Regions from separate parts of the Mus musculus genome. Here region 1 is linked to region 2. The links are chromatin contacts, called in public HiChIP or PLAC-seq maps. All regions are on one chromosome and are shown on one strand. Each heading gives the region's core, a stretch centred on a gene start, on an enhancer-like site or on the middle of the called end of the contact. The rest is flanking DNA. Distances are from core to core; before and after follow the strand shown.

Region 1 (6,691 bases), core at 3,007-5,506, 83 kb before region 2:
GATGTAGGCCAGAGCAGTTGCAGGCCAAGATCTAGGAAACCGTGTTTCCTAACCTAGGTAGGCCTCCCAGTCAACAAGCTGGGACAGGGGGCGGCCAGCTGATTTCCCTAAAATGAAAATGATGAGACCTGAGGTACTTCGGCTGTGGCTGCACGTCTGAGACCTATAGAACAGGTTTATGGAACAGTGACCGTTCACAGAGCAGAGTTGGCTAAGACAGTCCTGGTGGGTAGCCACCTACCTTCCCATCTGTGGTACAGAAAACCTTGGGGGGAAACAATGGGAAAAATGCTAAAGAAAGGACCAGGCCACTATTTTGGTCCAGAAAGAACTTTCCCATGGCTTCCTTGAAACATCAACCAGCCTGGCGAACTAGAAGCCAGGCGTCAGGACTATGGAAGGGCCATTGCCACATGCTGGTGCCTGAGGTTCACACTGGTCTCTGTTCTTAGCCTGGCTCCCCTTCCTTCTAAATCACAATGGCCCTGTCAGCGTCACTTTTTCTAACAGGCCAAGGTATCCATCCCTGTCGCCGGCCTGTTTGGAATCCCTCAATAGTCTCGTTAGTTTCTGTCAATTGCAACCAAGAGACCTGCCTAATCAGAACCACTGAAGGTTCTTAGTCTGGAAAGCAGTGTGTTCAGGCTTGTGTCACAGAAAGAGACCACACACAGCAGGCACTGACTACTCCCTTGGATTCATCACTGCTATACATTACAACAGGTAAACAGTAATTGCCAGTGGGGGTAAGGGGGGGTTACCACCTCCACCAACGAAAAACTGCCCATGGAAAACTTAATGGAGCCTTTCTGCAGCTCCTCTGTAACACCATCTACAGAGTTTCTAATCTTCTCTGAATTACAACCAGCAGCTCTCCTGCACACTGGGAACTCAATAGACGGGCCAAATGAGAAGCATTTAAAGAAAACAGCAGAAAATGACAGGGATTTTAATGTGGCTCCAATTTACATGGTGATTGTGTGTGTGCTTCATGAATCACTTTTAATTCCTGCTACTGAGACAAAAGGAGAGAATTTTACCTTGGTAAGTGCTACATAATGGGCCAATTATGTTATTCTTTCAATATAGTATGTTTGTTATGATGCAAACACCCATCATTTCCAGTATTGTTTTAAATACTGGTAGGGAAAAGAGCTACGTTGGCTAATTTTAATAATTTTCAATATTCTTCTCCCTTTTGCTTTAAACCAATAATGGAGAAGGGAAATAGTCTTAAAGATTTATTTATTTATAATGTGTATGAAGGTTTGCCTGAAATGTATATAAATGTACCATATGTGAGCCTAGTACCCACAGAGGTTAGAAGACAGCGTCAGATGTACTGGTCATTGTAAGCTGCCATATGGGTGCTGGGAACTGAGCCCTGATCCTCTGGGTTGAACAGTAAACATTCATTACTGCTGAGTACATCTTACCAGCCCCAGCAAGTAATTTTTTTTCCAATTTTTTATTAGGCATTTTCTTCATTTACATTTCAATGTAATATGGTACTGTTTTCTTTAAATGCTATCCCGAAAGTCCCCCATACCCTTCTCCTCCTGACCCCCCGCTCTCCTACCCACCCACTCCCACTTCTTGGCCCTGGTGTTCCCCTGTACTGGGGCATATAAAGTTTGCAAGACCAAGGGGCCTCTCTTCCCAATGATAGCTGACTAGGCCATCTTCTGCTACATATGCAGCTAGAGACACGAGCTCTGGGGGTTACTGGTTAGTTCATATTGTTGTTCCACCTATAGGGTTGCAGACCCCTTTAGCTCTTTGGGTACTTTCTCTAGCTCCTCCACTGGTGGCCCTGTGTTCCACCCAATAGCTGACTGTGAGCATCCACATCTGTGTTTGCCAGGCACTGGCATAACCTCACAAGAGACAGCTATATCAGGGTCCTTTCAGCAAAATCTTGTGGGCGTATGCAATGGTGTATGCATTTGGAGCCCAGCAAGTAATTTTAATGATATTCTTTAGATAGTGTTTTTAATGCAGTATCATATTTAGTGACTGAAAACAATTACAAACGGGCTTGGAAAAAATTGGTCTTTCACATGTCACCAGGCCACTCAAAGAACACCGTGCATGTTATGACAACTCCTTCTTCTGTGTAAGAGGTGGATGGCTTTAGTGTGGGCTTCAACTCAGAAAAACAAGGACAGACGCAAGACTGACCAGGGAGAGCTGAGTGGGTAGGCGACTGACAGCTTAGTGAAGGCATGTTTACTGTGCAGAGGACAGAGGAGATCCAGATGACATTGAAGACAGAGGTCACATCAGGAGTGACAGCAACCTTAGAGGGATATGTAATTAAAAAAGCCAGAAGAGGCACCGCTGGGGAACTGAAATGCTATGTGTGGGTAGGTAAGGAACACATGAGCTCAGGAATGTCTCTGTCACATGTCACCCTGTCACATCCCAGCCAGGGGTCAGTCCTGAAGTGTTCTCAGGTTCAGACAGGCAATAAGCAGCACACTGAAGAACAGTTATGGGATCAGATCCCATGCCTCCTGCATTCTGCCTAGCCCCCCTCCTCCCAGGCTTCCTGGGCTGGGAAACAGTGACAATGATCTACCTAGTTAGAGTGCAAGCCCCTTGGCAGAGAGTTGATGTGAGAATAATTCAGCAATTGGGTGTGATTTAGGGTCCTATGAAATCAAAGTGGCTGCACAGGATAAAATTCTTCCTCAGTTTCCACTTGGGGGTAGATAGGCAGCAATGCCAGTGAGAGGAGGGGGGGAGGTTTTATTCTGTATTATCAGCATATCATAGAATTAAATCATCTCAACTGCAGCTTTATCTGTCTCAAGTGATAATTTCAGTCAAGGGAAAGTCTACAGAACTCTTAATTAAAAGCCTGGTCATCTTCTTAGGGAAAATATCTACACATGACACTCACTAAGAATCTTTTAGAAAGGAACGATATCAGAGGTTGGCCCCAAAAGGGACATTGCCCTATGCTTTTAAATGCCTCCTCTAGAGGGGCTGATGGAGGCTCGCAAACTTATGAAGGCAAAAAAAAAAAAAAAAAGTGTTTGATAATACGCCATAAAGGAACAGCAACAGCATTGATCAGGTTCAATAGACCAATCAGGTTTTCCTAAAATGTAGCATTTGCAGTGGAAGCCTGGTTAAGTAGTTACATTCATAGGATGTACAGAGAGCCATCAATCCCCATTCATCCAGCCACATTTACTGAGCCAAGAACTTTGCTGGGCTTGAAGATATAAAAATGAATAGGACACAGCTGCTTTACCTCTAGCTAAAAGAATACACCTAAACAAAGAGCTCTGGGGGACGTGTTAAGTGCTGTGGTTGAGGTATGCACAAAGGGCTGGGGCCAAAGGAGGGAGCCATAAATTCTTTCTGGGAAATCAAGCATCAGGCCAGTGAGGGAAGAGAGCTAAGAAAGGGTGGGGTATTTCCTTGCCATAAACCAGAGCTCCTACTTTACCATGTTCTGAAAAGGAAGGTAGTTAATTTTAAGATTTACAAACTATTGTTACTCCAGGAGCTATCTCCGTCCACTGTCTGTCGCATTTGTTTCCGACACACTCTGCGGACATTCTCAGCAGTTCTGGGACTAGAAAAAAAAAAAAAACTCCATGATGTGTAATCATTGTATCCCTGCAATAATCACAAGACAGAATGGGTCCCCGCCATGAACTTAGATCTCAAGTTCAAAGATGTTTTGAAACAAACAAATGAAAAACAAACTTTGAAGGAGCCAGCCATGCCATTAATGCTTCTTCTTGGTGGAAAGAAAGGAGGGGATCACCTGATTATATCATGGTTCGCATTTGTCTTTCTGTCTGGGTTTTAAAAAGAGAAGGGCACGTTGAATGGCCGGCTACTTGCCGTCATTCATTATGCATACCATATTCCTACTTATAGCATAGTTGGGACAAAACCCCCATTGTTCATTACACACTAGCCCCAAACTTGAGTCATTCTAATGTAAGCATGAGAAACTCCCGGCTCCTTTGGGGTGAATTTCCAAATTCCTCTGTGTTAAATTGAGGTCTAATTTTTCCTGTGCCTGGTTTTCACAAGAAGGTCCATTCCACCCCATGCGCTCCCTTTCAGCTGTCAATAAACAGAGGCAGTGAATTCCCCACAGCTTTACAAAGCTAGTTAGGCAGACCCATTCACTCCTTCAGGAAAACAGCGCATTGATTTCAGCCAGTTCCCAGGGTGCAGCAGGAACAAAGAGATCAAAGGCCCACCTCTCTCTCCCTCTAAAGCTTTCATTAAGGCCCAGCCCAGACAAACTGCGACAGGTCTCCTTGAGACCAGGAGAGGGCCGGGCAGACCACCTCATGGTTCAATTCAAATTCATCTGTTTCCTACATTCCAGTGACAGTCCAGAATGCTAACCGTGACAAAACGATACAATCGGCTGGCATAATATACTGCTCACTAGTTCATCCAAGGTCAGGGGGAGAAGAGAGGCCTGGAGGAAAGTCCTAGGTTTCTAGATCCTGCTGGGCCTCAATGGCTCCCTGACATTCCATAAATAAACTTCTTCTCTCTCGCTCTCCCTTTCTCCTTCCATGGTATCTTTACGAATGGTGATCCACTTAACCGTCTGAAATTTCTTTTCTCCACTGAACCCAAACTCTCTGGAAAGTTTCTTCCCAACCTAACAGTTGTATAGGTGTGGTGGAAGGTCCCCCGACCAGCCCCTTATCAATCCACTCCTGTGTTCCAGCAAAGCCCCTACACTGTACAAGTTCCTGGTTACTTCAAGTGAAAAGTGTAATTTCTAACTTCTAGACGTTCCCGAAGGCACCGTCCCCAGGGAAGGCCACACAGCTCAGAGAAGAGTATAGTTTGTATAAATTCTGTTTGCTAAACAGAAATAGGAACAGGGGCGAAACAGTTACCTTTTTTTTCCCCTTTAACTTGGGGAATCTAGCTGGGTAGCCAGGTCCTAAATAGTGGTCTCTGTGTGAAGGAGTGTTTGCACGTTTGTGGGAGTGAAGAGGGCTAGCCAGGGGCAGGGCGAACCAACAGAGTCTGAAAGAAAATATGTTTTCCCAAGGGGGGGTTACCTCTATTAAACAAACATAATTAAAAGGGTTTCTAAATTTGCCCTTGAATTCAGAACTGCTCCTTTGAGGCGACCTTCACCAAACCCTGTAATGAAATGTGTTCGTGTCTGTCACTCATCCTGAGTAAACAGGAGAGATGGCTTACCTTTCAAAATTCCTAAACCGAAGAGAAAATAAACAATATTGGAACTAAAGGTATGGAAAACCCACTTCTTGATGCAGAACACACCCTTCCCACATGCCCAGTTCCAAGCTTCAGTACTGTCCTAGGGCTCACCACAGATTTCCTGAGCCCTGAATTCACTGATTCTTGTCTATCTTTAACTACTACAGAGGTACCACAGAGAGTAGTCAACAGCCCTCTGTGAAAGGCTTCCACTTATTTTCAAGGTTAGACAGGAATGAGCTTTAAAAAGGCCAAAGTGGCGATTGTGATAGCACACGCTGGTAATCTCAGCATGGCCCTCAGACGCTCACAGTGTTGGGTCACGAGTTCAAGGCCAACCCTAGGCTCAATAACGAGAGCCTCTCTCAGAAAACTAAAGAAGGAGAAAAAGAGACAAAAGGGGAAGGGAAGAAGATGATAAAGGCAGGGAGGGGAGACAGGTGCCTGTGACAAAGACAAGTGACTGTTTTATCAAGAATGTTAAGCTAAATCTGTCCATTGACGTACTTTAGGTTAAGGGGTTACACTAACATCTCTGTTTTCCTAGTCTTCTGAAATGGAGACAAAAATATCTGTCAGGAATTTCTTTACAAGGTACTGTGAAATTAGCATGCCTCCAAAGCTTGCTCATGACAGGAAGCTGGTCTTATGATCGGCGTCACATAATTGCAGGTCACTCTGACTCAAACAAGGTTCTCTGGAAACTCATTAAGCTCCTCTACATCAAATTATTTTTCAGAAGTACTCATGAAATTTACTACTTTAAGAAAGCCTGTGGCCAGGGTCAAACACACTCATGGGCTCACTTACCAATCTTTCAGAAGCATTTGCAAAGAACTGCGATATTACAACTTGATCCTCCTCTTACAACTGACTGAGGCATTATGAACGTGTTTCTCAGAGAGGAGAAAATGGGCTCTAGCAAGGTGAAGAGACTTGCCAGTGTCATACAGCAGGAGGATGGAAACTCCAAGTGTTCAGTCTTCAGATCTCACACTGCTCCCATTATACACAGACGCTCTGTACCATGGATATAATTATCCACTGAAGTCCTCTTTCCCCAACTACACTGAATAAGCAATCATGTTACTACCCTCAAAATAATCCATCTCCTAGCATTAGGGATCCACTGAAAAAGGACCTTAAAAATACCAATCTATGCTCCAAATAAGGAAAATAGTTTACCCCAGGTCATAAGATATTCCTTTGGGATAAGTGAAGGCAAGATCCTGGGAAAGGGGATTAAAAAAAAAAGGAGGGGAAACAAAAGAAATAAATAAATATGAACTTACGAAGCCGATGGCACGCTGAAGCAATCAAGCAGGAACAACCTGAAAGCAAACAAAGAGTACTCATTGACACAACAGTATTCACACAACAGTTGGGCGTGTGCCTTGGATGACAGTAATCTTGAGACTGTTGGAGATCCGAGGTCACTTTTAAGACAGCCTTGACTTAATTTCCC
Region 2 (7,103 bases), core at 661-3,160:
GTCCAATATTGTACAATCCATATACACTTTCTGCTTATTTGTACATGTCAGGGTCTTGCTGTGTGCCATATAATGGTCTTGAAATCATGCTTCTCCTATCTCAGCCTCTCTATTAGTAGGACTATTTATTTGATGTTTTTACACTATACTATGGTTTTCAGAACAGCTTACACATTTCAAAATTATTTATACAGCCAAAAGAAATGTAGACAATTAATTTGGGAGGTGGCTTGTAAAAGAACAGTAAAGAGTGAGACTGAAGGCTTTGCTTGATATTGATAATTATTGTATCAATTTTGAAGAAGATGACTTTATAAATTACTCTTATTCTGAGATGAATGCTTTTCAAAATCATCACATCCAATGAACCAGAATCTTGCCCTCACCTAACGTCTGTGCCACCCTCCAAGCAGAACCATTGCTCACTGAAACAGTTGATGAATGGCTTCATGGATAGACCATCTTACTACACACACCATTCCTTAAATGAATGTGACCTGTTCCCTGTGGGCTGAGAATGACGACAATCACTCAAGTCAAGTAGCTTTGACAGTAGCAGGAAATCTGTATCCAAAAATCGTGCCTACAATTCATTCCTTGGTGCAGCAGAACTGTCAACTCTTAGCTTAGCTACTATGGAGGTAAAATCCTTTGGTGATGAGAGGAACATTCAAGTCCAGCCTTATTACAATGAACTCCAGTGTCCAAACACTGTTCTTATTTTGTGTTTGTACCACTAGATTGTAAGCTCTATTAAAAACAAAACAAACAAACAAAAAGACTTTGTCTATTTATGTTCTTTAAAAAAGTAATAGTGATATATTATTTTAAAATATCATACAGTTAATATATTTTGAGTTATTTAAAATTTATACTGAGAAAAGCGTATGTACTTTCAGTATTGCTGTAGACAAACATCTACATAAGACTGTTCAGTTGTGTTCTATCAAACAACTTTTATAATACTCATTTTTATTGTTACAATACTTTATAAATTTTAAAGATATGATAAAAACATAAGGTATTGCAGGTTTTGATGGGGGGCTCTCTGGGAGGAGTTGGGGTACAAAAGGGAAAGAAGAATGTGATGTAAGTCTATTTACTCAAAATATGTTTTTAAATGTTAACAAATTCAGATAAATTGAAATTATGTATCTTTTCTCATCATTATGCAATAAAACTTAAATCAAAGGGAAAAAAGAGTATATTTAGGGATATATATATGGAAGATGGTCATGTTTTTATATCGACTTGATATATTGATCACTACTGACTTATATTTCTTGGGGTTTTGTTTGTTTGTAATTATGGCTGGCTGGATGTGCAATACAAACATGGTCTTTGAGTCTGTCAGGCAAGTGCTCCACCACCAAACTAGAGCTCTACCCTGTCCCCTGTCCCCTGTCATCCAGTGTTGTCATTGAGGTGCCACCCCCACCCCTACTCCCAAGAAAAAAAGCTGCTTCAGGGTCTGAGAACCTGAGTCAATCCAGTGGAGTAATGTTGCAGAAGGAGAGATTTAACTCTCTTGAGTTGTCCTCTGTCCTGAACACAGACACAGACACAGACAGACACAGACACAGACACAGACACAGACACAGACACAGACACAGACACAGACACAGACACAGACACAGACACAGACACAGACACAGACAGACACAGACACAGACACACACACACACACACACACACACACACACACACACACACACACACACACACACACACTTTAAAAAGGAGTTATCTTAAATGACCTCTTCTTTCAGCATGGGTTTTTTTGTGCTTTGGTTTTAGACCTCTTTATGGGGTCATTTTCTCATTTACAAACACCTGGGAGTACAGAGAGCTGTTACATCTTTTGTATTTTTCTCCTTTGAGTCTACTGAGAGGACCATCCTTTTTCCTTTGTGTTGCATGATGGGAGGAGTCACAGTCACCAGGGGTACCCAGAGCACTTGGCTGATTGCAGCAGGCAGCTACAGGTGGGAACAGTTCCTCAATGATGGTTCCAGATACCAAGGTGATTCTAGAACGCCGACTCCTGGGTTCAGGATCTACATCAGTGTTCTCGGCCTTACTAATTAACGCTGCAGCCCTTTAAGACAGTTTAAGCCTTAGGCTGTGGTGCCCCCTAACCATAGCATTCTTTTCGTTGCTACTTCCTAACTGCAGTTTTGCTACTGTTATGAAGCATCAAGTAAATATCTGATGAGCTGGATATTTGATATTTGACCTCTGTGAATAGGTCATTTGATCATCCCCCACACACAAAGGACTAAGTCCCACAGGTTGAGAAACACTGCTCTAGGAAATTTGTCTATACTTCCTTCACCATTATCATCCCACACATATCACAAGTATTTATTTAATTTTAGAAAAGTTCAGTCCTGTAATTATTTAGTGTGTAAGAGAGAGTGTTTTCAGGAGTCGCTTCTCTCGTTCCATGTGTTGGTCCCAGAAATTGAATTCAGGTCATCAGGTTTTATGCCTTTGGCAAAGGAGCCATCCCACTGGCCCTCCACACGCACTTGTGGGCTTGAGTTCTGAGGAGAGCTGAAGATAACTTTGAACTCCTGATTTTCCTTCCTCTCTGTTGTGGCTAGCCCTGGGGCTAATTATACTTGATGTTAACTCAGTTCTCCCGTAGGGGCTGCGCACAAGGAATGAGTCAGCACTCAGGTGATTTCCTGTAAACCTGCTTCCCACCTTAATTTGTAAAATAAAGGAGAGCTGCTGATTGGGCAGATAAAGGGAAGGTAGAGGAGAGAGAGAGAAGAAGGAGAAAATGGAAGAGGGAGAGGACACAGAGGAGGAGGAGGAAGAAGAAAAGCAGAGCAGAAGCACGTGGCCTGGAGAAACCCACAAGTTCTAAGAGATCATATAGATGTGGAAGATGGTAGTGGAGCGGTAGATCTGCCCAATCTAGGCGCACAGCATGTAATCATATTACCTGTGTTGTGTTTTCATTGCCGGGGCATATTTGGGTTGGACATTTACCCCAACACTCTCATTAAGAGCTGGGATTGTAGATGGTGCATACCACAGCCCCTGGTTTATGCAACACTTGAGCCTTTAACTCAGAACCTCTTGCATTCTGGGTAAGTACTCCACTCAGCTGCACCCCTGAAATCTCCGTTTTTAATTTACTTACTCAGTTAATATTTCTATTTGTTTCTTTATTCACTCATATTCTTCGGTTATTAAAGTAAATTTCATTGTGTACATGTATTGCGTATGACATACAAAGGCTCAATTGCATGTAATCCTATGCTACATTAAACATGCTCTCTCCCATATGCCTTACCCTCTCCTTTATCTCCTGTTTTTAGTGTCTCCTAAACATTTTTTGAGTTTAAAATTTTTTTATATGAACCAGTGTTTTCCCTGCCTGTATATCTATGTACTACACACATCCGGGGTCTGCAGAGATGCAAAAGTGTGATTGATCCCCTGGGACTGGGGATAAATATGGTTGTGAGCTGCCATGTGGGTGATAGGAATGAAAGCTTTCTGCTAGAGCAGCAAGTGTTCTTAACTGCTGAGCCATCTCTCCTAGAGTTTTAATTTTTTTCCATTCATTAATTTATTTGTCCACTTTACATCCTGATTGCAGTGACCTCCAGTGACCCGCCCTCTCCTCCAAGTGTCCCCTCCCCCCTCCCTTCTCCTCTGAGAAAGGGGAGCTGGTTACCAACCTAGTCAGGCACCTGAAGTCACTGAAGCACTAGGCACATCCTCTCCCCCTGAGGCCAGACAAGGCAGACCAGTTAGGGGAACAGGATCCACAGGCAGGATAAGTTCCCCACCTCCAGGGTAAGCAGGTGTTGGGGACCTGCGTGAAGACAAAGCTGTACATCTGCTATATATGTGCAGGGGCCTAGGTCCAGGCCTTGTATGCTCTTTGGTTGGTGGTTCAGTCTCTGGAAATCCTCAAGGGCACAGGATAGTTGACTCTGATGGTCTTCTGTGGAGTCCCTATCCCTCTGGGTTCCTCAGTTCTTCCCCTAACTTACATAAGACTTCCTTAGCTTGGTTCAATGTTTGACTCTGGGTCTCTGCATCTGTTTTGGTCAGCTGCTTGGTGGAGCCTCTCAGAGGACAATTATGCTAGGGTCCTGTCTGTGAGTGCAGGCTGGCAGTTACAAGCATAGCCTGATGCTCCAAGGTAGGAAGGCGGTAAAGAGAAGAGGTTTTTCTGCCCATGCATTGGAATGAGAAACATGCAGCAATCATGAAAGATCTCCAGGAGCTAGAGCCAGCAGGCTCTGCCCTGAGCGCGAGAGAGCCTAGGAGGTTGGCAGGAGCTAGCTGAACAGGCTAGCTGATAAGTTTAGGACAGGAAAGTCTGTGTCCAGAAATTGTGTTAGCCAGACAAATTCTAAAGTCATAAAGCTAAGGGTGTGGTTTTTATCTGAGGATTCAAAAGTCTCAGGTAGAGCTGGTAATGCGACCCCGCAGGAGCAAAGGCCAGAAGGAAAGGGAACTAGGCCAATGGTGGAGGTTTGGCGGAGCTAGGCCAGAGAAACAGAAGAGGCACCAGGAGGGGCCAGAGTGCTGGCAGCAGCTCCCAGGCCACAACAGTTCCTGGGCTAGCTGGGTCAGTGCTGGCAACAGCAATCAGGGCTAAGCTGGGAGGTGCTGGGGGCAAGATCGAAGCTCTTGTGCAAAAACTACACACATCATTAGAAAAACAACAACACAATGAAGGATGCACCAATGTAGGGGAGAGCCAGGGCAGGGAGACAGGAGTGGGTGGGTTGGTGAGAGAGCACCCTCTTAGAAGCAGGGGGAGAGGAAACTGGGATAGGGGGGTTCCAGATGGGAAACCAGGAAAGGGGATAGCATTTGAAATGTAAATAAATAAAATATCCAATAAAATATCCAAACAACAACAAAAGAAAACACGCTTCTAAGAGGTAATAATAACATATGGCAAAGTAAAATGTACTATGATTAGAATAAAAACCTACCATATCAGAGTTGGACAAGATAAGGAGAAGGGAAAGAGTCCAAGAGAAGGCACAAGAATAGAGAGCCACTCATTCACAGACTCAGGAATCCCATAAACAGACTATACTGGAACTCAGTGTATGTGTAGAGGACCATGTAGGTCCTGTGCCTGCTGCTTCAGTCTCTTAGTTCATAGGCTCTTTGCTCCTGTTCATTCAGAGGGCCTTGTTTCCATGGTGTCCTTCAATCCCTGCTGGCTTTTTATACTTCCTCTTCCATAGGGATCCCAGAGCCCTCTGGGGAGGGATTTAAAAAAAACAGACAACCCATTTAGGGCTGAGTGTTTCAAGGTCTCTCCCTTTCTACATCATGTCTGTCTGTGGGTCTCTGTATTTTTTCCCCATCTGCTGCAAGAAAAGTTTTCTCTGACGCTGGCTGAGCAAGGCACTGATCTGTGAGTATAGCAAATGTCATTAGGTGTCATTCTATTGCTACTTTATTTCTGTTGGACTAGTATTATTTGGTGTTATGCTAGGTCCCTTCGTTAGCCAGTCGCAGGTACTTAGCCACCCAAGCAGAGTTGGGTATGGGTTCCTTCTTCTAGGGTGAGCCTTAGGTCAAATCAGATACTGATTGGTTACTCCTACAAATGATGTGACACCATTGCACTAGTACATCTGGCAGGCAAAACACCAAATAATGGTAGTGGTAGACTGGAGAGTTTCTGGCTGACTTGGTGATGACATTGTTCTTTTAGTCACATGCAGAGCACCTTCCTGTACCAAACAAATGGTTGAAGGCTCTATGTAGACATCATCTTGGCTTCTCCATATTCACTAAGTGCACAGGAGTGAGACTGTCTGAGCAGAAGGAGACTCAGACCTCCTTCTCCATATTCATTGAGTGCACAGGAGTGAGACTGTCTGAGCAGAAGGAGACTCAGACCTCCTAGGTTGAGCTCTAAGATGTCTGAGAGATTCCCAGGACCTGTCCATACCTCCAAACCGCAGATAGAAGACAGGCAAACAGGGCTACATCTCCCTCATTTAACCCATCACTCCACCTGGAAGGCTTGGAGGGATTCTCTGCCTAATTCTCCTGCATGCCGCCCTGACGCTTCTAGTTCCATGCCCATCTCCATTGCACACCTGGCCATTGAGATGTAATTCCTATTGGAGAGCTATCACCCTGGGGCACCTCCTCTCTGGTGACTGGGAAGGCCCATGGCTCACCTCCCTCATCTAGGTGCTCCTGGCATGTTCACAGAGGAGTGTGCCCCATGCCACATGAGTCCAAATTACTGAACACACTTTAGCATATAAGGCCGTATTCTTCAGGGATGCGAGCAGAGGACAGAAGGCAGTGTCCCAAGTCCCTACTCCTGGAGGTAAGTCATGGGACTCGGGAGGACCAAGCCAGCCCTAGGAAAGTGATCTAGAGTCAGATGTTTAGGGGGAGCTGATAACTCCAGGCTTTGCTGACAATGGGTTCACACCAGCTCTGGTGTGGGACGTGTGCACATATTCATGGTGGAAGCTCCTGACCAAGCTGACAACCCCCTCACCCCCCCTACCACCGCTGGTTCCATTTGCGAGGGATACCACAGCTTCCTGGGGGTAAGCCTGAAATATTCTACATGCCCAGCTCCTCAAGAGATAGCTGCTGGCCTCCAGCTCAGACTATTTAACATAGAAACAAAAACCTACCCAGCTCAGTGACAACAAAGACAAAGAGAAACCATCTTTGCCTTGTGCCTAATCCACAGCCAGGCTGGACTCTGTGAATGTGAAGTCATATATTTACATATGTGCTTGCATGTTTTAATGTGTTTATTGACTAAGGACAGGCTGTGAACTCTAGGAGACAGGCCCTGGCTGCCAGCACACAAGTCTCGGTGCAGAGGGGTCCAGAGGCATTGAGTCCCAGGCTGGGATTGATGCTAGGCAAATCCCTGTTTGCAGAGTTGGTTGCTGGTCTCTGGGGCGGACGTGGGGCCTCCCAAGGAGAGTGACTCTATGCCTTTCTGTCCTCTTTCAATTCCTTGGGTCCCTGTGAGGATGAACCTATAGAGCTCTTAGAATATGCAGAAGAAGCCTCCGGACTCAGAAGTGAGAAAGTCTCCCCCACCTTGTGGGAACATGTAGTGCTAA

What was found. HiChIP or PLAC-seq counts read pairs in DNA pulled down with a chosen protein or histone mark.
Region 1: an H3K27ac HiChIP or PLAC-seq map of embryonic stem cells shows a contact between it and region 2, with 19 read pairs. The contact joins two enhancer-like sites. A contact is called at or near these places in 4 of 39 promoter capture datasets (embryonic stem cells, hippocampal neurons, stem cell-derived epiblast-like cells and 1 more), 15 of 484 Hi-C or Micro-C datasets (the AML12 cell line, CD8 T cells, the MNK3 cell line and 11 more), 6 of 115 datasets of contacts at active chromatin or transcription factors (embryonic stem cells, pancreatic cancer cells and stem cell-derived neural progenitor cells) and 3 of 9 other capture datasets (adipose tissue, embryonic stem cells and pancreatic islet).

What each region holds. Positions count from the first base shown.
Region 1 is chr10:13,105,721-13,112,411 of GRCm38.p6, reverse strand. Plagl1 (pleiomorphic adenoma gene-like 1) reads right to left here. Exons shown (of 6, transcript NM_009538.3): 2 at 6,519-6,557. Among named protein-coding and RNA genes, the nearest start is that of Hymai, 18 kb to the right of the region's middle. Within about 2 kb of position 4,256, at least 58 of the 459 cell types and tissues checked have an H3K27ac peak or open chromatin away from gene starts, as enhancers often do. A contact at or near this core is called in embryonic stem cells, where this site is marked.
Region 2 is chr10:13,019,723-13,026,825 of GRCm38.p6, reverse strand. No RefSeq gene overlaps it. Among named protein-coding and RNA genes, the nearest start is that of Sf3b5, 15 kb to the right of the region's middle. Within about 2 kb of position 1,910, at least 5 of the 459 cell types and tissues checked have an H3K27ac peak or open chromatin away from gene starts, as enhancers often do. A contact at or near this core is called in embryonic stem cells, where this site is marked.